Linked DNA regions of Zea mays: region 1 is linked to region 2. Evidence: chromatin contacts called from public Hi-C data. All regions are on one chromosome and are shown on one strand. The core of a region is the stretch at or near the end of the contact, and the rest is flanking DNA. Distances in the headings are between cores, read along the strand shown.

Region 1 (6,059 bases), core at 2,762-5,261, 170 kb before region 2:
AAAATCTAATGGCTATGATGGATAAAAAAGCTAAATCGTTTATAGTATACTAGTTAGGTGCCCATACAATAGTACGGTCTCTCTCTCACTCTCTCTCTATATATATGTAGCCTTTGGCCACTAGGGCTCAGGCCCTACTCTTGGGTCGAAATATTGCTAGGGATCCGCTCAGAAAAACGTATACAATAGCACTTGTCTTCCTAGCCCAGCGTGTAAGTGCGATCGTCGTGACTCTTCCCGTTGGTGCCTCACTCGTCACTCCGTGGGTCGTGGCTAGGGTTTCGTGGTGATTGGTGAGAGCAGCTGAGAGGGGCAGCAGGCCACGACGGTCACGACACCATACCCCACGCGGCCCACAACCACGCAGTAGCCAGCAGGCGACGCAGACGAACAGCGCGCATGCAGGGGCGCAGGAGGCGTCATGTGTGCTACGCGGCAAGCAAGTGAGCGGCGCGGTGGCCAACGGCCACGCGCGGGCAGGGACTCTGGGCGCAGGAGGCGGCATAGAGCGTGCGCACAAGCTAGACGCATGGCACAAGCTATAGCGACCAGGCCGCCAGGGGCTGCTTGCTTGCTTCCAAGGGTAGTAGGGCGAGGTGCCGTGGAATTAGATCCTCTATGTCTCTATTGAAGTAGTGACTTGGTGTTGGTGAGCCTCTCTTTCCCCTTCCTGGGTTGAGTGAGTTCCTACTATGTGGTGCTTAATTGAGTGAGCAACCCAATTGTTGGGGGCCTTCTTCTTCCGAAGGTCCTTAAAAACTTAACTAACCTATTTTTAGTATAACAGACGGTTTCAGGAAGCTTCGGCTGTAAGATGAATGCATGCATAATATGAAGGTGCAGTCTGAACAAAGGACAAGCTAGCTCCGAAACTGTGGCTGAAGGAGCTTCGGCTCAGCACGATTGACGATGGTGAAAGGATAAACCGACTTAAAGGGGAAAAGACTGTTTAATCCTCGATAGCTTGCCTTAGGGTTAACAGTAAATGTCAAGGACTTGAATGTAATTTCATCCAGGCTGCGTCCTGTGCCTATAAATAGATGAACAGTAACACCATACTGTTCACGCTGACTTATAATCATTCACGCATCACTCCTGGTTTTTCACCTTCTGTCAAGCCAAAGGTACAAATATAATTTAAATATCGTTGATGTTTATTCATGATTAAATAATAAGGATATGAATAGTCTAATTAGTTGAAATGATTATTCATGTTCCCTTCACGTTTCATATATCTCTGTTTATATCTTTGCTTATTGAAATGATGAAGGTACGTCATTCATGACCTTCGTCCGAAGATCATTATATCATAAGGAAGATAATGTTACGAAAGACGAAGATCTTTAACCATTAACACTTGTGTTGTCTTGTTCTTGATTCATAGCATTTGAAAACAAGTGACCAACACCAATCAATTGATCATTGATCATTGAGTCAAAGATATATCATTTTCTTATATATAGGTAACTAAGTAACCACTTGTTTAAGTCAATTTTACATTAAATTGTAATTATTGGGTTCAAATAAAGTTTATATGTGCTATTATCTATACATTTGCATGGTTTAAAAAATTGTAGCTGCATAAATATTTTTTAGTGTGACCCTACCCTTATCAAGATCCTGGCTCCACCACTGATCGCAATTGTATCGGCAGATGCAGTCCACATATCGGCCGTGCTTATCCGAGTATGTCACGATTATGGACCTCCTAATGGCAAGTTTTGGATAAGCATCTCTCACCAACTCTTTGCCAAAGAAAAGGGAAGGTGTCGAAGAAGCAGCTGTCAAGTGCAAGCTGATATGAGAGTAGTACACAATTGCATATAGTATAGCTCATAGCCTCTTGACACATGACACCGGGTCCACGTCCAGGTTTACCTTTTCGAGCTAGTTTGAGAGCCATAAGAAGGGATTGAAGGACTAAAATCCACTTTATAGCTAGTTTGAGAGTCATAAAATTGAAGGAGATTGCAGGGCCTAGAATCCTTTTCTTTAGAAGCCACAAAACCGGAGGGGATTTGAGGGGCTAGAATTTGAATAAGAAGTGGATTCTAGCCCCTCCAATCTCCTCCAGTTCTGTGACTCCCAAACTAAGCTTCAAATTGAATAAGAAGTGAATTTTAGCACCTCCAATCATCTTCGATATTTTAGCTCCAAACTAGTCCTTCGTGTGCAAGGTGGTTGAGTTAATTACTCCGGCAGTGAACGAAGCAGCATTTGTAATTAAGCCTACATCCACTGTGATGATGGGATCATCGAGAGATGAGGCCATGCATGCACAGTTCATTTGTCAAATGATCGACTTAGGGTATGTATAGTGGTGATTAATATAGAGGCTCTTGAGATGTTTAAAGAGATTAATTGCGAAAATTCGTGGAGCCATCTCTCCGTAAAGAGACGCATTTGCCTCGTAACCCAAATAGCAACAGACGTCTCACCTCCCACTGTACTAATTCGTTGTCTGGTCTATCGATCCGATGTTGTACACACACATTTACTTCTGTATTTATTAATAGACTATATTTATATACACTCCATTGTATAATGAAGTCTCTTACCGTGTGATTGGATGCATGGGCGTGCGTAGCCAAGCTCGCATGAGCATGTTTCACTGAGTACGACTAATTTCTACGTATCTGTGGATCTAGACAAATTCTAAATTGCATCGGTGCGTGCGTGCCAGTAAGACTAGATGCAGCGAACCAAACACAGGTCGAGTCGTGGTCAATACATGTGGAGAGTCTGACTCTTCATATGCGGGCAACCAAACACACGATTAGTTATATCTTGTATTTGGAGAACCGTTTTGCTGTCTCTCTGCTATACATGCCTTAGAGCTGGTGTTAGGTACTATAGAGTTCCATGTTAATTTGATGCACATGTCGACACTCGGCAACAACTACTCGATGTCAGATGTCAGATTTGTGGTCGTGCGCTGCTGCTTCTTTTGGTGACTTGAAAGCAACACGAGCAGTTTTTATCAATTTTTTATCAACTCATTATAGAGGTCCCTACATCATTTTTATTAACTGCGGTTAAATGTACATTTTTTATATTGTTACATTGTTACTCAAAGTTGACTGTTATTACATGTTTCCAATCCAAAGTCTAAAGGAATCGGCCATATAGTTTGTTTGAGTTTGTAGTATATGAGGAGCATCTCTTTTTATGGTCTTTTTGCAACCCCAAGATGTGGGGATGTGTTACAGGTTTTTATCATATATTTGTACCATGCAATATAATGAAGCATAACCCCTTTTATTTGTTAGATTGAACTTCTTTGCCGGATGTAGTGTGATTTCAATTGACACTACACGACAGTTGATCTTTAGCGACCCTTATTAGATACCAACTGTTGGTTGCTAAAGGTTAGGGGGCGACGATCAGTCGCTAAATCCTTTTGTAGCAACGGTCGGTAGGTCGCTAAAAGTCTAAAAATTTAACAACTTATGGTTGGTCGCTATAGATGTCTTTGGGGACTAGCGGTGGGTCGCTATAGAGCAAGGATCACTATCAAATCTTATAGCCTGAACGTGCCTGTAGATGTTAGTGACTAAAAATTAATTAAAACAATTAAACATTGATCGCTAAATTGTAGTAAAGAAAAAAGAATTGTAGAAAAGAAAAAAAGAATTATGGAAAAGAAAACGAATTGTAAAAAAGGATTTTTAAGGTTTTGAACCTTGAATCTGTTTGACTCAATTTTTAAGGTTAATCATTTTGTATATAATTATTTGCAAAAATCTCACTTTTATTGTTTTATTGTGACACACGGTTGATTTAAATGGAATCTATTCGAAAATTATGTATTTTATTTATAAACTATTATTTTTGGGATTTATTATAATTTTTAGAGAGTATATATATTTTTTGTTACAGTAAAAAGGAAATTCGAAAAAAGAAAAAAAACACAAACCCTATCCTAATCGGCCCACTAGGGGCCCAACACCTAACCCTAGCGCGCGCCCTGGCTCCTCCCTGTGGCCGCCGCCTCCTACTTCCTCTCCCTCAGCCGCCACCCACTCTCTCCTCTTCCCTCTCTCTGCACCGACTTCTGCGGCAGCGGCGGCGACGCCATGGGCCCGGTGGGCTTGGCCGCCGTCCTGTGCTACGGGGACACCGTGACGCAGCTCCACATCGTGGGCGCCGCGGGCGCGGGCGCACCGCCTCTGCCCAGGAACTTCTCCATCGGGGTCGTGGTCACAACGCTGTCCAGGCTCCCCGACCTCAAGGTGCTCACGCTGTCCGGGCTCGAGCTCTGGGCCCGCTGCCGGGCAAGCTCGGTCGCCTCGCGTCGCTGGAGATCGTCAACATGAGCGGCAACTATCTCTTCGGCGAGGTCCTGCGGGGCGTGTCGCGCCTCGCCGGTCTCCAGACACTGGTCCTCGATGACAACATGCTGGGCGGTGAGGTGCCGACCTGGATCGGCGCCCAGCCGTCGCTGGCCGTCCTGAGCCTGCGGAACAACACGTTCCAGGGCGTCGTGCCGGAGTCCCTGGGAAGCGCCCCCTCGCTGCGGTCGCTCGTTCTCGCGTCCAACAACCTGTCCGGGAACCTGCCGGACATGAGCCAGCAGGCCAACCTCCAGGTGCTCGACGTCGGCGGCAACTCGCTCGAGCCGGCGTTCCCCAAGCTCGGGAGGAAGGTGGTCACCGTGGTCCTGGCTAGGAACCGGTTCGTCGCCTTCCTCCAGAACCCGCAGCTCGTGCAGGAGTTCAGGCCCGACAAACAGTACAACATCCACATGCTCCAGGAGCGATATCAGGTCCGGGTTCCCCCCTACTCCCTCTGCTCAAGTCCCGTTTTTGAGACATGTATACTTTGGTTGGCTAGGCATGCGGGTTTGTGGATTTCCGTGTTTATTAGATGTTGTTATGAAATTATGAGGTTGTGCGGTCATTAAAAAGTCTCAAATTGATTTGCTCATACATCGGAGCAATCTTAGGGGCTAGGTGTTTAGTTAGCATATGATTTGGTCCTAGTTGTACACTATGTTGCGAGGAATCTTGAATTGGCTGAATGGTGACTTTAGCTCCCATATTATGGTAAGTAGATTGTGAGATGTGTTTTATTGGCACTATCTATAATTTAGTATGTTATAGGCATTTTAGCACATGTGTCCTAGAATATAGACATATGTAGTTCTTCCTATTATCTTAGTTGATTCCCTTGTATCTTATAGTCCAAAAAGTGATTTCGCCATTGTGGCTAGTTCAGGTTTATGTTCTTTCAACTCTAGCAAGGGACAATTCACAGTGAGAGTTTTCTCTGCTGGATCACTGTAGGGAAAGGACAATGCATATTAAATAGGATCAAAATTCAGATGAAACATTGAAGGTGTGCATTTTTATTGCTATAGCTTGTTTTGTGATAAATGCTAATGAATTGATTAATCCTTGTTTACCAATGTAGATCGGTCCTGACCAGATTGAAGCTCTGTATCAGTGTGCCAAATTTCAGTTTGAGTGTGGTAACTACTCAGGAGCAGCTAGAGTGATGTAGTTGTGGGCTTTTGAACAATAGCTGGAGTAATATGAAACATTAGTGATGTAGTTGTGGGCTTTTGAACTGCTTCAAGCTGGAGTGATGTCGTTGTGGTGCTTTTGTGACTGATCATCTCTGGAGCTTTTGTGAATGATCTAGCTAGCTATCTATAAATGATCTAGTTGTGAATGATATTATAATTGTGATGCTTTTGTGAATATATAATTGTGGTGCTTTTGTGTTTATGTGATGGATCTATGACTGTGGTATACTGATTAACTGTGTATGTCTTTATGATTTGTGTATAAAATTCGTGATTTGTGGTGCTTAATTAAATGTATATTATTATTAATAACAACTGTAAAAAGAGCGACTTTCTGTTGGTTGCTAAATGTATAGTATGACGACTTACAGTTGGTTGCTAAATCTATAGTACAACAACCCAAGGTTGGTCGCTAAATGTACAATATTAGCAACGGACGGTCGGTCGCTAAAAAGATGTCGGCCGCTAAAGCCTTTAGCGATGGCACTTACAGTGACCATCCTTATGGGTCGCTAAAAGTTTTTAGCGACCA
Region 2 (6,409 bases), core at 1,900-4,399:
TCTCTCACGCCCATCTCCGGCCACCTCTCTTCCCCCCTTCGCGCTCGGCCTCGCGCCGACCCATCTGGGCTGGGGCACGCGGCGACATTTCACTCGTCGGCCCAGAGACCCCCCGGTCTCGAAACGCCGACAAATAATCATAATAATAATCATAATCACGTGCCTAGCCTGCAGGAGTAAATTAAAGGATCGTTGTATTATTTTTTTCTTTTTTTTACTTTGCTGAAGCTTTGAGCAAATGTTAGGTGTTGAAGAAGGGTGTAATAGGGATTGAGAGGGGGGTTAATTTGCAAAAGTACGATTAGGAGCGGGAGGTTAAGTGCGTGCAAAATTATCTAATCTAATCCCCTGCGTCCCCTTGGATCAACGTCATGTGATCCAGATTCCAGATTAGAAGCCTGCGTGGTTGCATGCAGAGATTAGTTTACACTAGATACGTTGCCGAATACCAGCACGCTATCGGAATTTGGCTCTTTACCGAGTACCAAATATTCGGGCACTCGGCAAAGAAGCTATTTACCGAGTGCCACGCAAAAAACACTCGATAAAAGAAAACACTCAGCGAAAAAGCTTTTTGTCGAGTATTTTGTTTTTGACACTCGGTAAAGAGTTTCTTTGACGAGTGTAAAAAATATAACACTCGGCAAAGACAATTTAAAATCACATTTTAAAGCAGTAAATTAATTCAAATGAAAAAGTTTTCAACTACAAATTTGTATAACTCATCATGATGTACAATTTATACTTGGAACATTTCTTCATATGACAAGATAAAAATAAATTTGTTCATAAAACATATTTCTCTCTCGTAGTTTATAAAACTACGAGAGAGATGTATAGAATTTGTGCATATTGTTAGAACTATCATGTGAGATGAACAAATGACCAAACAACTAAAATAAATTTTGTAGATCTTGAGAAGTTATAGAATTCTTTGTCGAGTATTCTTTGCCGAGAAGTTATAGAATTTGACGAGTGTAAAATAGTCTTTGCCGAGTGTCTTAAACACTCGGCAAAGAACACGATTCCGGTAGTGGCATGTTCTATCAAAACTGATCTACGTTGGCTCGGACCAACCCAACCCAATTCGATGTTTGACACCTTGTCAGTTTTCTCCCCTAGCTTCAAAATGTCTCGCTGTACTCTCCGTTAGTATTTCTATAGGCTCAGCGCGTATTTATTAGCAAGAAAACTGTGGATAGTTAGCTAGCTGCTTCCTCCCATCAATCAAAGATGACGATTTCAATCATGACTGTTTATGAGAGCTGTTTCCCTCTGTTGTAGGGTTAGTTTAAACAATTACTTTGTATTTAAGAGCATGTTAACCAACAGATCAACAAACTTAAACATGGGCGCGATACGAAATAATAATATGTCAGGTAAGTTCTCACCGAACAGTAGCTGTCAACTAATAACCAGCCAAATCACATATGCATGGTAGACCTCTTTACTAGGGCTAGTTTGGGAGTCACAAAACTGGAGAGAATTAGAGAGGCTAAAATTATTCTCTTATTCAAAGTTGAATAAGGAGGGGATTTAGTCCCTCCAATCTTCTTCGGTATTTGAACTTTCAAACTAGTCCTTAGTGTCGCACTGTCGCGCGCGCGTCTCCTTACCCGGCCCGGGAAACTTGTGGCAATGGTGCCAAATGGCGTAACCTAAGCCAAACCTCGCGCTCTCCCTTGCGCTGGAACGTCGTCGTGTAAGACATCTCTATCCTTGTCTGAAAGCATCATCGCATACATTCATACACGCGGCCATCATCGTCATTGCATTGGGGGCGTAAAACCAGGTTGGCTAATTAATCAAAAATCAGTAGTAAGACCCACACCGATGTGATATGCGCTCAATTAAGCAACCATTTCCTTGGAGCCAAAACCATCGCCGCGGCAGGCCGGCCGGCTGGTTAATTTATGTCACGTACGGAGGGGTGGCACCAAATTAATTAGGCAGCCAACAAAGCTTCAATTGGTAGCAAGATACCACCACCGGTCACAATAATCCAAGCAAGGAAGCAAGGCTTTTTTTGTTGTCGTGCCAACCCCCAGCCCGCAAATCGCAGGCACCCTATGTGCGTGCTGCATGCCGCAGCCTTGCATATGCATGCCATGTTGGTGCCATGCCAAAACTATCTGAGCAAGCTCCATGTCCATGTCACCAACCCTAGCTATATATGTGACTGCTGGTGGTGTTACCAAACCAACCATATATATCAGGACAGAAGGAACAAACCTCTGATGGCCCCCACGCTCTCTCTCTCTCTTTCCCTCCTTTGTCATCTGGGACTGGGAAATAAGACCATCAACGAATAAATAAACCAAGCAAAGCCAAGCCAAGAAGAATGCAAATCACTATATACATCTTTAAAGTGTGAGTTTCGCCGTGCGTCGCTTCCTCGTGAGCTCAACGAGAGTCGTATGAGGATATATCGCGATATAGCTGAATATATTAAGCTAAACAACGTAACTTTTTGCTGCTAAAAAGGATATATCAGGATATATCGACCATTAGAGCTAGCTATTAAAAACCTTGCTTCTAACCACTTCAGCTAGTGTTAGTTTGTTCTATATAAATGATAAATACTATAAATATTCCATTAGCTGCTTTGATGCGTGACAGGAGAGAGAGAAAAGAAGAAATTTAAGGCTGTCAAAGATATAGCACACACTAACCAGAATCATTAATGGGCCCAACCATCAGTGCCCCCACCACCTCTGGTTTGTCCACTCTCTCTCTCTCTCTTTAAAATTGAAGGAAATTGGAACGAAAGAAAAAAAACAAATATTTGCTTCAAAAGCTGAGCGAGGAGGAGAGAGGAAAAGATGATGAGAGGAGAGAGAGAGTGGGGCAAAAAAAACGACAGGAGAGAGAGAAAGTGTGGAGGGAGTATCAAGAAAGGAGAGGCTTTGCGTCCAAGCGTGCTCCCCTTGAAGCAACCCTCCTCCGGTCAGCGGCGCTGTTGACCGTGTGCAGGCGCGGCGCCAGCGCCACACCTCCAAATCCAATCTCGCAACGGAACGGAGTGAGTGGAGAACGGCTCTTCCCTTCCTCGCACGTCGCACCCCACGAGGCCACGACCCTGTCCTCCTCATCGCCCGCCTTGCATTGGGCCTCCTATATATGGCTGCCCCTCCTCTCCACCCTCGCCATTACGGACACACGGGCACCCCGTCTCCTCTTCTTTCTCTGTGTCTCTGTCTCCTCACCAAAGAACCGCAACTAGGAACGGCTCGCCACAGAAGAACGTACGGCTATGAAGACGAGGCGCGGTGCCTGCTACTCCTGCCATGCGGCGCCGGGCGAGGGCCCGGAGGTGCAACGCCGGAAGAGGCGCAGGACGGCGGCCGAGGCATCGCCGGCGGCTGCCGAAGATCCAGGTGTCCGCCTGGGCGCCAGAGACATGTTCGAGGATCTGCCCGACGATCTCGTCGTCTCCATACTGAGGGACGTCGCCGCGTCCGCCGGCTCGCCGGCCGATCTCGCCGGCGCCATGCTCACGTACGTACGTCCAGTATATCGCGCCTGTCTTCTGGTGCCCGGTGCTTGGATTTGTAACCTGGATGTGTGTTCGCGCGTGTGTGCAGGTGCAAGAGATTCAGGGAGCTAGTAGCGCGGAGCAAGGTGGTGGTGCTCGCGCGGGCGTCGCCGCGGTGCCTCTCGGTGCGCGCCAAGGCCTGGTCGGACGAGGCGCACCGGTTCCTGCAGCGCTGCGCCGACGCCGGCAACCTCGAAGCCTGCTACCTTCTCGGCATGGTGAGGACAAAGAATCGTCTGTGGCGCCTTGACGCTAGCTAGACGTCGGGAGGGATCGATCGCGCTGACGAAGCTGATATATGGTGGGTGGGTGCATGCAGATTCGGTTCTACTGCCTGGGGAGCCGCGGCTCGGGCGCGGCGCTGATGGCGGCGGCGGCGGTGGGCGGGCACCGCGAGGCGCTGTACTCGCTGGCCGTGATCCAGTTCAACGGCAGCGGCGGCGGGAAGGACGACCGCGACCTCCGCGCCGGAGCCGCGCTGTGCGCGCGCGCGGCGGCGCGGGGCCACGTGGACGCGCTCCGCGAGCTGGGGCACTGCCTGCAGGACGGCTACGGCGTGCGCCGGTCCGTGCTGGACGGGCGGCGCCTCCTCATCCAGGCGAACGCGCGCGAGCTCGCGGCCGCCTCGGTGGCGCACCCGTGCCTCCTCATGAGCGACCTGGGGTGCCGCGCCGGCGAGGCGCACGCGGCCAACCGGTTCCTGGTGGACTGGTTCGCGTCGCGGCCGCTGGGCTTGACGCCCGGCGGCAACGGCAACGGCAGCGCCGGGACGGCGGGCTCGCCGGAGGAGGACGGCGTTGGCGGTCTCCGGCTGTGCTCGCAGGCGCTGTGCGGGCGGCCCGAGACGCGGCGGCACGAGTTCAGGCGGTGCTCGGTGTGCGGCGTGGTGAACTACTGCTCCCGCGCGTGCCAGGCGCTGCACTGGAGGATGGCGCACAAGGCGGAGTGCACGCCCATGGACCGGTGGCTCGACGCGGTGCAGCCCAACGCCATCGCCAATGCGGACGCGGCGGCCCCGGCGCCGTGACGTTCTCCGTTACTATATATGTCAGTTAGCGGCCGGCCGTTTCTCTGTTTTGCCTTTTGCGTCGTTCTCTGAACCTGCGTACGTACATGGTTTGTTGGCAAATGCTGATGTAACGTTCTTCTGGCGCGGGCGATACGTAGAACATAGGCAGTGAAATTTTTTTCACCGTTGGTCCGTGACCTGAGTAAAAAGTAGAGAGAGAAAGCAGCACGGTAGTGCCGTGTTGCTCTGTTCAGGATCACGGAGGAGGCGAGAGCGAGACGTGACGTGACGTGAGGTCGAAAGCCCATTTACCTCCGGTGCTTGCTGCCCGGTCACGGTCAGGCAGCCAGACAGGGCCGGGGCCTGTCGCGGTGTCCGCCAGTGCGTCTCGGCCCGTCCTGCGTTGGAGGGAAGGCGACAAAAGCCGTTACGACGACGCACGGGAAAAGGCAAGTTCCTCAAGTACCACTACTCGTGGTGTTGGTGTGGCTTCCTCCGTCTCGGTACGCATAGGGCCATAGGGGGGAGGTCGGATGGCGAGAGACAGGTGCTGGTGGTGCCGTGGTGCGCTTGGTCGCTTCCGCTTCCGCTTGCAGACTTCCACAGATGACAGACAGGTGCATCCACGCGCGACCGTCAACGCGCGCGCGCGCGCGCGGGGAAAATGCGCTACTGGGCGTGGAAGTTGAGCCAAGCCCAGACAACGAAGGGCCACGCCCACGCGGACGCCAACGTGTTGCTACCCGTCACCGTCCGGATTTGGTTGCATTGCATATGTTTTCTTTTCGGGGTCCAGACAGACTCGGTCGAGACTCGAGAACGGAGGAGTATCGGTACGAGCCATTTGCTTACCAGCGCAACCAACGGTTACTTGCTCGGTGCCCAAAAAGCACGAGCCACGTGAGCCCGGCACGAAGCCCGCTTTTTGACCCGGTCCGAGCCCGGTACGGTAAAATAAGTGGGCGGGCTTGAACAGGAAACTAGGCACGGCGGGCTAGCCCGGCACGGCCCGTTTAACTATAAGCCCGTTAAGCCCGTTTTTTTTACACTAAAATGTGCTTACCGACCCGTTTAGCTCGTTTTTCGGTCCGTTTTTTCGTGCTAAACGGGCCGGCCCGGCCCGTTTAGGCCCGCTGCGGGCGAGGCTTGACAGAAAATTAAGCCCGCTGTCTCAACAGGCCCGGCCCGATTTTTGGCTGGGCTTCACCGGGCCCGGGCCAGGCAGACCGTTTGGCCATCTGAGTCAGACCAGACGGCCAGAGCAGAGCACAGTGAATGGCAGCTGCATGCATCAGAGCGGACCTGTTGGCGTGGCTGGCAGCTGCTGCTCCACCCGACCACAGTGAACGTGTTGCTATACCCGTCACCGTCCGGATTTGGTTGCATTGCATATGTTTTCTTTTCGGGGTCCAGACAGACTCGGTCGAGAACTCGAGACTCGAGAACGGAGGAGTATCGGTACGAGCCATTTGCTTGCTCGGTGCCCATGGTTGTAAGTCAGACCAGACGGTCAGATCAGACCACAGTGAATGGCAGCTGCATGCATCAGAGCAGACCTGTTGGCGTGGCTGGCAGCTGCTGCTCCAGACAGAGCTGCATCCTCCGGCTGCCACGCCACAGCAGCGGCAGCGGTTTATTGCTTCCGCAGCGCCCGATCTAGAGTAGTTGCCCACTGGACGAGTTGGTGACTTCAACTGGTCATAACGTTCATCTATATCCTCTGCCCGCATGCACAGCGCCCAGCCGCGTGCCACAACTCTGGTTCAATCACGTCATGTTGATCTGCTGACTGTGTCGGGTTAGCCCGTCGGTCTATTTAATTAAATCAGCGTAAAATGTTAAAAAATATGGAGGAGGTAAGGTTT

Evidence for each region. A called contact is a pair of places that touch in the nucleus more often than the background predicts.
Region 1: a contact with region 2 is called in a Hi-C map of tassel, with 2.2 times the contacts expected there. The contact joins the promoter of LOC100272758 here to the promoter of LOC100283386 in region 2. A contact is called at or near these places in 6 of 25 Hi-C or Micro-C datasets (bundle sheath, ear, endosperm and 2 more).

The regions. Positions count from the first base shown.
Region 1 is chr10:111,353,457-111,359,515 of Zm-B73-REFERENCE-NAM-5.0, reverse strand. LOC100272758 reads left to right here and starts at 4,011. Exons shown (of 2, transcript NM_001319979.1): 1 at 4,011-4,765; 2 at 5,413-5,729. The coding sequence starts at 4,313. The coding sequence ends at 5,502.
Region 2 is chr10:111,180,412-111,186,820 of Zm-B73-REFERENCE-NAM-5.0, reverse strand. LOC100283386 reads left to right here and starts at 3,149. Exons shown (of 3, transcript NM_001367102.1): 1 at 3,149-3,498; 2 at 3,585-3,753; 3 at 3,855-4,724. The coding sequence starts at 3,254. The coding sequence ends at 4,562.